Linked DNA regions of Mus musculus: regions 2, 3 and 4 are each linked to region 1. The links are chromatin contacts, called in public Micro-C and promoter capture Hi-C maps. All regions are on one chromosome and are shown on one strand. The core of a region is the stretch at or near the end of the contact, and the rest is flanking DNA. Distances in the headings are between cores, read along the strand shown. Region 1 holds the start of Pnma1 (paraneoplastic antigen MA1). Region 2 holds the start of Abcd4 (ATP-binding cassette, sub-family D (ALD), member 4). Region 3 holds the start of Papln (papilin, proteoglycan-like sulfated glycoprotein). Region 4 overlaps Papln (papilin, proteoglycan-like sulfated glycoprotein).

Region 1 (2,832 bases), core at 159-2,658:
GTGCTCATGATGTCTAAAGGGATTGCCTATATTTAACTGCCTCAGTCACCCAACCTCTTTCTTCTCATGTGCCAGATGTTAAAGACAGAGGAGGAAGAGTGCAATAGTACTCAAGCCTCAGCTGTTGAAATGTTTTTATTGGGGCTCACTGTTCTGGGTTATTATTTATTACTAGACTGGCAAAGCCTAACCCCTTAGGTTTTTACAGGAAGTATGCATATTTTTATATAAAAACAGTTGTGTCTAACCCACATTTGGCTGTGTTTGTTGCCTCAAAAAAAAAAAAATTGCAGCTGTTAGAACTTTTCCTCATTTGTCTCTTACGTTAAAGGCCTTGCTGGAGAGGATGGAGCACAGAACAGCCTTGACAGTCTGTAATTAGTGTACAAATATTTTAATAGCATAAAGTAAGTATATTCCTTTTATTTTGAAACAAAATGGTCAGACACTGCCTTTCATGTGTTTGTTGCCTGTGGCACTCTTTTTAAAAAAGACTGTTACATATTAAAATAGTGTACATATATATATATATATAAATATAAATATTACCTCTTTGTGTACAGTTGTGATAGACCAGACTGAAAATTTTATTTTTTGTGTGCTTTTTATAAAAAAAAAATTAATACACTAAAGAGAATCTTGCTGTGATTGTAATGTACCTATGTAACTTATTTACTTTTGAATGTTCTGTATCTTAAGACCTTTTATTAAATAAGGTTTTAAAAAAAATTCATTGTTGAATACCACATTCTTATAGGGGTGTTTTTGCCGTCTGGGACTGATAGGCCTTGTTTTGCTTGAAGAGAACTTACCCGCCTTTTCGGGGCCATAAACATTCTGTTTTGCTATCTTGTATACTCAGTAAGGATAAGAAGGCAATATGTTTGCAGTTTGCCTGGCTACAAAGGTAAGTAGTCACGGGGTTTTGTGTACACACACACACACACACACACACACACACACACACACACTTTAAACAAGAAAGCCAAGTCAGACACTCACAGGAACCAGTAGATGGAATTCTCTTTCCTAGTTTTGTGGGGAGGAACCAAGTAGTTGCAGAGTGGGATCAGGTGGTTCCCGGAAGTCAGAGTTAAAGACTGAATTCATAGAATGGATGAGCAATATGAGATAAGTCCGTCGTGGTAGATGCGTATCAATAAAGCCAGCTTAAATCCACGGCAAAATTAAATAAAGCATGCGTAGCAATAGCTAAGAAAGAATCAGGGAAGGCGGGGGGGGGGGTGTAAAAAGAAATGCGCCGTCATAGAATAGACTCCTCAAACCCCTTCTTGGCACCATAGCAACCGCCAGATCCTCTGGAGCCCGCGTATCTCGCGTCGTCATGGACACAGTTGTCACGGTGACACTGGGGGAGACAAGCGGACCGGTTCCGCCCTCCACTGCAGCTGCACGCCGGCCGTTGCGGGAGCGCGCGGACATAAGCGCTAGGCAGAGCTGCCTCCAGCCGAGTTTCTCCCCCATCCCGTGCTTCCTGCCGCTTGGGTTCCCGGTGCTCGGAGTGCCGCCTCTCCCCACGTAGCCAAGCCACGGCCTCGCGTGACCCTCAGCCCGCCGGCGTGCCGGGGAGAGGTGGGAGGAGCTGCCACGCCCCGCGACCGCACCCAGCCATCTCCCGCCCGGAGTCATCAGTCTTGAGCCCACCTTGCTCCCTCTCTTTAAGCGGTGACGCCAGACACAGCTGCAGCCAGTTCAGCCCTCCCTGCCCGGACCAAAGGGGGCGACATTCGAGTGATAGGCGGAGTGTCCCGTGGCTCCCGACCCTGACTTGGGACCCGGAAGGGACAAGAAGGAACTCTGGTGTCTTTTGGTAATTGTGGTTGCCTGAAGCTTGTCGCCCCCTGGCCTACCGGGGGAGGAGAGCATGTTGTATTGTCCTAGGCCCTATAGCCTCGTGAGCCAGTCCAAGCAGTGTCTGTAGAACTGGCACTTTTAATAGTTGGGTGAAATGGCTATGACACTATTGGAAGACTGGTGCAGGGGAATGGATGTGAACTCTCAGAGAGCTCTGTTGGTCTGGGGGATCCCTGTGAACTGTGATGAGACCGAAATTGAAGAGACCCTCCAAGCTGCGATGCCCCAGGTATCCTATCGAGTGCTGGGGAGAATGTTCTGGAGGGAAGAAAATGCTAAAGCAGCCTTGTTAGAGCTCACTGGGGCAGTGGATTACTCCCTGATACCCAGGGAGATGCCAGGCAAAGGAGGGCTCTGGAAAGTGGTGTTTAAACCCCCCACTTCCGACGCAGTTTTTTTGGAAAGGCTGCACCTCTTTCTAGCTAGGGAAGGGTGGACCGTGCAAGATGTTGCTCGTGTGCTTGGGTTTCAGAACCCTGCTCCAGCTCCAGGCCCGGAAATGCCAGCAGAGATGCTCAACTATATTTTGGATAATGTTATTCAACCTCTTGTTGAGTCCATATGGTATAAGAAGCTGACGTTATTCTCCGGGAAGGACATTCCCGGGCCTGGCGAGGAAACCTTTGATTCCTGGCTGGAGCACTCAAATGAAATCATAGAGGAATGGCAGGTGTCGGATATAGAAAAGAGACGGCGGTTGATGGAGAGTTTGAGAGGCCCCGCTGCTGACGTCATCCGCATCCTCAAGACCAACAACGCCGCCATAACGACCGCAGAATGCCTGAAGGCTCTTGAGCAGGTCTTTGGGAGTGTGGAGAGCTCTAGAGATGCACAGGTCAGATTTCTGAACACTTACCAGAACCCAGGAGAAAAGTTATCTTCGTATGTTATCCGTCTGGAGCCTCTGCTGCAAAAGGTAGTAGACAAGGGGGTCATTGATAAAGATAACGTGAACCA
Region 2 (2,832 bases), core at 214-2,713, 470 kb before region 1:
TCGCAGCACTTGGAGGCAGAGGCAGGTGGATCTCTGAGATCCTGGCTAGCCTGGTGTAGAGAGCGAGTTTCAGGACAGCCAGGGCTACACAGTGGAACACTGTTTCGGGAAGAAAAAACAAAAACAAAAACAGAATAAACCAAAAGAACCAAAACAGCTGCAATCTAAACCAAACCAAACCAGAAACCCACTATAAATCAGTAGTGTTGAAAACTGCAAATGTAAAGTGAGGATCCTCTACCCTTTTTTTTTTTTTTTCCCCTTGAGGCAGGTCTCCTGTTGTCCAGGCTAATCATGAACTCAGCGCTTTCTATGTATCTGAGGCATATCTGGAACTCTTGATCCTCCTGCTCTACTGCCTCAGGTCCAGAATTACAGGGTTGAGCTGCCATATATGTCTGGAAAACTGATTTATATGTTTATTTCTGTAGTGCTGGGGCCTTATGTATGACACGCAAGTCGTTTACCACTAAGTCACATCTACCCGACTTAAATGATCATGCTGGGGCTGGTGAGATGGCTCAGTGGGTAAGAGTACCCGACTGCTTTTCCAAAGGTCCAGAGTTCAAATCCCAGCAACCACATGGTGGCTCACAACCATCCGTAACTAGATCTGACGCCCTCTTCTGGTGTGTCTGAAGACAGCTACAGTGTACTTACATATAATAAATACATCTTTAAAAAAAAAAAAAGTCACGCTGGCCAGGCATGATGGCGCATGCCTTTAATCCCAGCACTTGGGAGACAGAGGCAGGCGGATTTCTGAGTTCGAGGCCAGCCTGGTCTACAAAGTGAGTTCCAGGACAGCCAAGGCTACACAGAGAAACCCCGTTTCGAAAAACAAACAAAAAACAAACAAACAAAATCACGCTGGGGAGAGATGGGACGTCCTGGAGAGATGGCTCTGTGGTTACAAGCACTGGCTGCTCTTTCAGAAGCCCTGGGTCTGTAACTAGAGTTCCAGGGACTCCAATGCCCTCTTCTGGACTCTGCAGGCACCAGGCACTCACGTGGTACTCATACATGCAGGCAAAACATTCCTATACATAAAATACATTTTCAAGAAAATCTTGTAAATCGTGCTGGGACCAGGGAGCCAGCTCACCCGATGAAGGCTTTTCTCGCCAATCCTGACAACCTGAGTTGGCTCCTCGGGAGCCCTCATGATGGAAGGAGAAAATTGACTCCTCAAAGTTGTTCTCTGACACTTACGCCCTGGTTCACAGTTCGCGTGAACACACACATAGCTCACTAAATAAATATGTATTTTTTAAATTAATTAATTTTTTAAAAAACAGATCACGCTGTCTTCTCTGGGAGAAAGTTACACTCGGAACTACCAGTTGGCAAAAGAAACCTCCCAGCCCCACAGGGGACGCTCTGGCCACCCGGCCAGCTCTATAACCTCTTGCTACTCTCTTGTTCTTCAGGAAAGGCTGCGCTTCCGGGAACGGCCACAGCGCCGGAGCCGTCTTCTCTATCTAGCGCGTCTCTGTGGTCGCCAGAGTCCCACCCCTTTCCTCCTAGGGCGGGGCCCCGAGCTCTGAGGACTCTGCCCGGGGAGGACACCGGGCTTGCTCGGTCGCCTCGTCGCTTGCATCCCGGGTCATGGCGGTCCCGGGACCCACGGCCCGAGCTGGTGCCAGGTGAGCAGGGCTAGTGAGGACGGCCGGGTTGTCAGGGACGCACTGCCTGGGCAGTGGGGAAGGGGCTGCTCCCCTGCGGGTCCTTCCTTGCAACTTTCCTTCAGTTTGGGCTATTTGGAACCCTGGCTGCACAGAATGGAGTTGACGCTGCCTCACTCTAGGTACTGCGGACCCCCCTCTTTTGGCATCTTCCTCCCTTAGTTTTCGTTCTCAATTCCGATCTGCTCTTGGCACACCCTCCTTTGCATTAATTTTTTTCAGACCCTCTTACTTAAATTATCCTGTTACCTTAAAATATATGTTGACTTTGGATTCATGAATCATGTTGTGATTTTTTAAAAGAGAGAAGTTTTTAAACTGAGCATTGGGTTTTTTAGGTCATCCATGCTATATGACTTTTCACTCCTGAATGGTGCTCAGCGTCACCCTGGATAGATTCTATTTCCCTAGTAAAGGATGCCTGGATTACTTCCAGTATTTCAAGCACCACAAAGTACACCGTAATGAATATCCTGGCAATTGTCTCTTGATAGATAGATACTGATGGTTTCTCTTTAAGTTATCCACCTCAGGATAGAATGCTGAGCCATACTTAATTCTATAATGTTTTGGGGTGGTCGCGTCCAATTTATAGTTCCTGACAGCAATATATAAAGGTTCTAGTGTCCCTTATAACCATCCCCATATTTGGTATTGTTTAGTTTATTTTTCCTAATATGTATCTAAATGATGTATGTAAGATGGTATTTTTTAAAGGTTTATTTATTTATAATATGTAAGTACACTGTAGCTGTCTTCAGACACCTCAGAAAAGGGCAGATATCATTACCGAATGGTTATGAGCCACCATGTGGTTGCTGGGATTTGAACTCAGGACCTTCAGAAGAACAGTCAGTGCTCTTAACTGCTGAGTCATCCCTCCAGCCCTGTAAGATGGTATCCTATTGTAATAACTTTATTTTTATTTTATTGGGGGGGGGCGCATGCACATGCACGTGTGATATGTGTGCCATGACACAGGAATGGAGATCAGGGAACAGGTTTTGGAGTTGGTTTTTTCCGCAGTGGGATCTGGGGCTGGAATTCAGATCTTGGCGACAAACACTTGGACCTTTTGCTGGCTGAGCCATCTTGTCAACTACACTGTGCTAACTTAGTACATTTATTAGGCTCGTGGATTGTCCCT
Region 3 (2,832 bases), core at 177-2,676, 380 kb after region 1:
TTCACTACAATACCACTAGAGCCCAGGAGTTCAAGGCCAGTCTGGACAAAAAGGCTCAGCCCAAATTCAACTGCTTTTAAAATCTAAGTGCAAATCTTGGGGTACATGCTTAACTATGCCGAGACCCCTCAGCACCCATCCATGTTCTCTCTCTCTCTCTCTCTCTCTCTCTCTCTCTCTCTCTCTCTCTCTCTCTTCCTGTTTTAAAACCAAAAAGCCAACCCTTGCCTGCACAGGATCACCTCCTTCAGTCTTCACAAGGAGAGTACGCCCGCTTGAACCCAGAGTTGTGTGTAGGGTGTGCACATGTGCGGGCATAGCACTCTTATGAGCATGCGCACATTAGGTGTCTGCATAGTGCGGGGTGTGCTCGCGTGTGTGCACATGTTTCTGTATCAGAGACACGTAAGCAGTGTGCAGTTCAGTACAGGACATTAAACAAGCGCTGACAGGTATGTTAATGTTAAAATCTGTAATTCTAACTGATGTTCTGAATTCTTTTTACAATAAAACAACTTGCAGTCGTTTTATAGGTATGAAATATCGCGTTCAAAAGCCACGTTCAGCAAAGTTTACACCAGCATACGCATGGATGTAAGCCCTGGCTAATTTGTCACAGTCAGCAAGTCATTCTAATCACAGACTGCTGGGGAGAAGGTTGGAAGGGGGTCTAGTGCGCACTTGAGATGTGGGGATGCTGGGGGCAGCAGAGATCAAGGACTGACTGATGACGGGACTGGGAGGCGGGCGGGCGGACTAGCCTGAATGATGAACGTGACCAGAGGGAGACTGAAGAACTCAAGAGCTCCAGTCACTACTGCAGGCGCTGCCCAGACCTGCGACCTAGTGTGTCTGCGATTCCAAAGTCCGGAAAGCTTGATAATGTTCCTTCCTTCAACCTAAGGCCACCCGTGCGGGTCAGGATGACTCTTCCAAACCTGACCTGGGCTGGTGCCCTGTGACCCCAGGGGCACTGAGGCGCGGTTCCTACGGGGGCCCTGGGTGCCTGGCAGGTGCTGGCTGTGGCCTGGAACATCGCCAGGAAGTGCGCTGGCTCTGCAGGCTTCACCCGGGCAGTACAGAGGAGGCGGGGGCGGGGGGGGGGGTATGCTGTTCCAGGAGAAGAGCAGCTGGACTGCGGGGACCCGATTACCCGCCACTCCCCACCCCGGGCTCCAGATGTAGAGCTGAGACCCTCCTCAGTGCTCACGCAGCCACCTCACAGCCAGATCTCCCATGGTCTCTCACTTCCACGCCAACCACTACCTACAGGAGCCAGGCGGGGCAGAGGCCTTCAGATGCCCGGGGCGTGCCCTGCCCAAGGCGCCCGCTTGCCTTCCTACCTGTCTCTTGAAGCCCTGGAGCCGCCTTATCGGTGCCCAGCCTGGGTCAACTGTCAACTTCTCCAGCACCGACTACGAAAGCCAGGGGAGGGGAGGTTGGACTTTCTTTCCCCGCGGCTGGCTGGTTTCCTCCCCGCCCCATCTTCCCCCACCCAGTCGGCTGACACCCACCTCCAATCCCTGAAGGAGCACGGTGCCCCCACCGAGAGGCCCCGGGTACCCAGCATTGCCCCATGCCTCCTCCTTTTGGGTTCCTGCCAAGGCTTTGCTTATTCTTAAAACCTGTGGGCTCTGGGTCTTGGGTCTGAGCCAGCCACCTTTTCAGTCCCACTTCCGGTGCCCCAAGCTCTCCAGGTCTTTGTCAAAACCCCTCCTCGCTACACCAATCTCGCACCGACACACCTGGGTGTCCAACCACCTTCTGAATTTTATACTTTGGCTACAATCAGTTCACATTCACAGACAGACAGACAGACAGACAGACAGACAGACAGACAGACAGGAGAGAGAGAGAGAGAGAGAGAGAGAGAGAGAGAGAGAGAGAGAGAGATTCCCCATCACTATGAATTTACCTCATCCCTTTCCCGCTTTTGAAGCCTCTCCACTCACTCCATCCTGATCCTAGCGGCTGCAATTCCAATGGAGCATGGCAGTAAAAATCTGTGTAGATCGGCTGTGAGTTGAGGCTGGGTAACCACTGTAGCCACAGCCCTGGGCACCAGCTAGCATCAGAGCTATAGGCTCTTACCACTTCCACTTGTGGCAAATTTAATTTCCTTCCTGCTTTTACACCACCACCACCACAGTACCCCCCCCCTCCACACACACACAAATCAAGACATTTCCTTGCCAAACATTCCTTTTCAGAAAACAGAGTTTATTCATCCCTAGAAAAGGGCCTTGGCCCCGGGCCTGTGGAGGTCACAGAAAGAAGCGGGGCTCCTTGCTGACCCTGACCCTGTCACTTCTCTGGCTTTTCTGCCTCCTTCAGAGTTGGGTTGGTGTTTGCACTGAGGGAAGCAGGAAGCTCTTTATATTTCCCAGTGCAGGAGGGGACAGAGACCTGGTTTCAGGGCCCAGGAACACGGGGATTCTTGGATAAAGATGAACTTGGCAGCAAAGGGAGTGATGTGACTTAGAACCTCCCTAGAAAAGGAAAATGTTTCTTCACTCACAATCGACACACACACACACCGCACCACCACCACCCCCCCCACCCCCGCCTCCATCTCCGACCTTCCTGAACTAGGTCAAAGGTCCTTGTTAAAAAAAAAAACGGCAGGAAAAGGTTTCTCCTACTGCAGAAGGCTGGGGCAGCTACGAAGCAACCTTTTCTGATGGTTTTGGTTTGAGGGCTCCTTTTCAGATGCCTGGACTTGGACCCTTTTGTTCTGCCTCAGGGCAGCATCTCTCGGAGCCTAGGCTGGCCTCCGTGTGCAGCATAGGATGATTTCCTGAGTGCCGCGGTTATAGATCCTATGCCCAGCTC
Region 4 (2,832 bases), core at 161-2,660, 360 kb after region 1:
GACAGTCTTCCAGAGGAGTCAGAGAAAAAGTGGGACGAGCCCTGGAAGCTCATTAAATCCAGGCCTCTTCCTAGAGCATTAAGAAATCGGAGATTGTAAAAGATGAATGCCTTCCTGCAGCTCAGACTACTAAAATCACTGCCCTGGGTGTCACGTCACATCCGCTGATGCTGGGTTCTATGGGTTGTTTACTCTGAGGCAGGATCTCACTGTGGCCCAGACTGCCTCACACTGTAGCTCTCCTGCTTCAGCCTCTCGAGCCCTGGGATTGTAGGCTTGCAGCACCATTGCAGCACCATTCGCAGCTGCTGTTCTACGGACTTTACAGCTGTGCTTCCGTGCGTGCAGTCAGGGCGGCTGGCCTGAGTCAGTTCTGCCACCCACCAGGGAGGTTCCAGAGAGCACATTCCAGCCATCAGGCTTGCCAGTGAGTGCCTTAACCACTGAGCCATCTCACCAGCTCCCAGCCACTGTTTGCAGCATAGTCTGAGTTTCTCTAGCAACAGATAAGCTCCACAGATTCCTACTTAAGGAAGCATGACTCTTCACTACTCAGAGCAGGCCAGTGAGCTGTGTAAGGAGTGGACCTTTTCAGGCTGTCTGGCTTTTCCATCCCACACCCCTGCATCGCAGCCTATGGCCTCCACCTTGCTGAGTGCTTTTCCCTGGCATTACACTGTGAGCTTCACACACTGATGGTGGTGAAGGCAGCTGTGCCACTGCCACTGCCCAGGAAGATGGACAGCCTGAATGACTGCTCACCTCTCCCCACACACAGACCTGGATTCTAGCAGGAATCCTTGTCTGACTGAGCAGTTACCGTCCCCCTGCCATCACAGACACCCCACCCAGCTGGCTCTGCAGTGCGCTAAGTGGATTCTCTGTACAAATTGAGCACCTCTCACCCAAAATCAAACGTGCTTCGAAACCCGGACAGTTTTGAAAGCTGACATGGCGATTGGGTCTTTGAAGCTTCGGAGCATTTCAGAACTTTAGGTTAGGGACGTTCAATTAGTAAAGTCTACAAATACTTAATAGCTTAAAACACTTTGGTCCAAAGCATTTCAGATAAAAGGTCCTCGGTGCAGTAGATACTATAGAGGGGAGGTGTAAAGGGTTCCTCTTCTTCACAGCAGCCTGTGGTCATATCAGACAGACCCTGCTGAGCACTACAAGGGAAGCCGGCACTGGCAGCTGCTGGGGCTCAACCCTGGATTTCTGAGAGGGGCAGGATCTGAAAGACGACTCCCTCTGCAAGCCATGTCTTACCATCCCTTCTCCCCAGCAAACTATCCAGACCTGGCGCCACAGCCAGCCTTCATCCCTGCTGCCACACAGGCTGGGCATTTGGCTGGAAGCGGGAGCAGCTGGCACAGCAGAAGCTGGAGTAATATTCATTGCCACAGAGCTGGGCCTGCAGGATCAACGCACAGTTGGCCAGCTCCGGCTGGTCGATGCAGTCCTTGCCTAGGTCCCTGGACTGTGCGGCTGGCGCTGCAGGACAAGGAGAGAAAGGGCTGAGGCAGCTCTCGCTGCAGCCTCTCACAGGCCCTCCTGTGACCCTTATCTGCGGCCTATGCCCAGTGCACAGCCTTTTCCAGGCTTTCCTATTTCTGGCTAGACCATCGACGGCTCCACATTTAACTTCCTGCCCTACTGTCTGGAACTGCAAAGCCAATGACAGCTATATGGGCCCAGATTGGCAGGAAAGATCAGTAGGGTCAGTCCTAGGGAAACCGGAAGTCAGTAAGCCATTGCCATCTTCCTATTGCTACTGGGTTCCACCAACCTCCCAGCTTGCATCTGTCTCCTATATCCCCATCTTTCCTGGTTTCCACCCGAGAACGTGATGAATCTTCAAAGTTCTAAGACTACACGGAGGCCCAAGCCCGCGTGCCACCCTCAATATCCTACGAGTGTCTGGTGATTGTTAAGAATTTGATTCCACTCTCTCATCCTACAATTACCCCCCTTCTCTCTGCAGGCTCTTGCAGCACTGTCCCTACCACCAGGCACACAGCAAAAACCTGAGTGCTGTCTGCTGCCCTGGCCCCACAGCCGTGTCCTCCCCTCAGAAAATGAGGCAGACAGAATGGTTAGCAGACAGCCTTTGTCCCCACAATATATCCTATTCACTTAACCCTTGGGCAGAACAAGCCAGGGTGAGAAAAGCCTAAGCCAACTAACTCCAGTGCTCCCAGTCATGAGACACTCACTATGTGACTCCAAACCAACGAGTTAGAACAGATCTGCAGCCTGGTCAGTGAAAGGAATACAGACAGGCTGGGGGGGGACAGCCGGGCTTCTGGAGAGATGCCTCCAGAATATGGAACATATTCTTAGCCACATGCAGCAGAGAGCAAAAGAGGCCTGTGGCCGTGGGTGGTGTCTGGGAGATCAGCTTGGCAGCCACACATCACCAAAAGCCTAAAAGCCTACTAGCCACCATTGTCAAACAAGCTTCCCTCACTGTAGACACATCTACGGCTGATCACAAATGTAAACATCCAGGTCCCCTTGAGGAGTTTGGTAGTGTGGTAGGTTTTGTCTTAAGTCAGGATAATGTTCTAGAATTCATAGGCATGTGTCACCATGTATCACCATGCTCAGATCCTCAGTCTCCTAAGGTCTCTTCTCTTCACCACAGTAAATCTGCATTCTGGGTTTTCCTGGTCTTATTAGTTTGATCAGTGTATAGATGAGTAGGATTTTCTAGAAACATCAAAGGTAGAAGTCCTGCCATATGGGACTTTGACCAGAGTGTGGTCACACAGGCACACACAGTCACAGCCGTGTGAGTCTCCATATTGCAGAGCACTTGTCTGGGCCCTA

The links. Promoter capture Hi-C pulls out the DNA fragments that hold promoters and counts their contacts. A called contact is a pair of places that touch in the nucleus more often than the background predicts.
Region 2: a contact with region 1 is called in a Micro-C map of the G1E-ER4 cell line. The contact joins the promoter of Abcd4 here to the promoter of Pnma1 in region 1. A contact is called at or near these places in 2 of 39 promoter capture datasets (pre-B cells and stem cell-derived epiblast-like cells) and 1 of 484 Hi-C or Micro-C datasets (the G1E-ER4 cell line).
Region 3: a contact with region 1 is called in a promoter capture Hi-C map of liver, with 2.5 times the contacts expected there. The contact joins the promoter of Papln here to the promoter of Pnma1 in region 1. A contact is called at or near these places in 5 of 39 promoter capture datasets (the C10 cell line, liver, neural stem cells and 1 more) and 1 of 9 other capture datasets (adipose tissue).
Region 4: a promoter capture Hi-C map of liver shows a contact between it and region 1, with 2.3 times the contacts expected there. The contact joins the enhancer-like site here to the promoter of Pnma1 in region 1. A contact is called at or near these places in 5 of 39 promoter capture datasets (cranial neural crest, frontonasal cranial neural crest, liver and 1 more), 1 of 484 Hi-C or Micro-C datasets (liver) and 1 of 9 other capture datasets (liver).

What each region holds. Positions count from the first base shown.
Region 1 is chr12:84,147,065-84,149,896 of GRCm38.p6, reverse strand. Pnma1 (paraneoplastic antigen MA1) reads left to right here and starts at 1,408. Exons shown (of 1, transcript NM_027438.3): 1 at 1,408-2,832. The coding sequence starts at 1,970. It overlaps Mideas (mitotic deacetylase associated SANT domain protein), which reads left to right. Exons shown (of 13, transcript NM_001163501.1): 13 at 1-729.
Region 2 is chr12:84,616,097-84,618,928 of GRCm38.p6, reverse strand. Abcd4 (ATP-binding cassette, sub-family D (ALD), member 4) reads left to right here and starts at 1,463. Exons shown (of 19, transcript NM_008992.2): 1 at 1,463-1,646. The coding sequence starts at 1,609.
Region 3 is chr12:83,762,228-83,765,059 of GRCm38.p6, reverse strand. It overlaps Papln (papilin, proteoglycan-like sulfated glycoprotein), which reads right to left and starts at 1,426. Exons shown (of 27, transcript NM_130887.3): 1 at 1,344-1,426.
Region 4 is chr12:83,790,494-83,793,325 of GRCm38.p6, reverse strand. It overlaps Papln (papilin, proteoglycan-like sulfated glycoprotein), which reads right to left. Exons shown (of 27, transcript NM_130887.3): 27 at 942-1,494. The coding sequence ends at 1,319. Among named protein-coding and RNA genes, the nearest start is that of Papln, 28 kb to the right of the region's middle. Within about 2 kb of position 1,410, at least 31 of the 459 cell types and tissues checked have an H3K27ac peak or open chromatin away from gene starts, as enhancers often do. A contact at or near this core is called in liver, where this site is marked.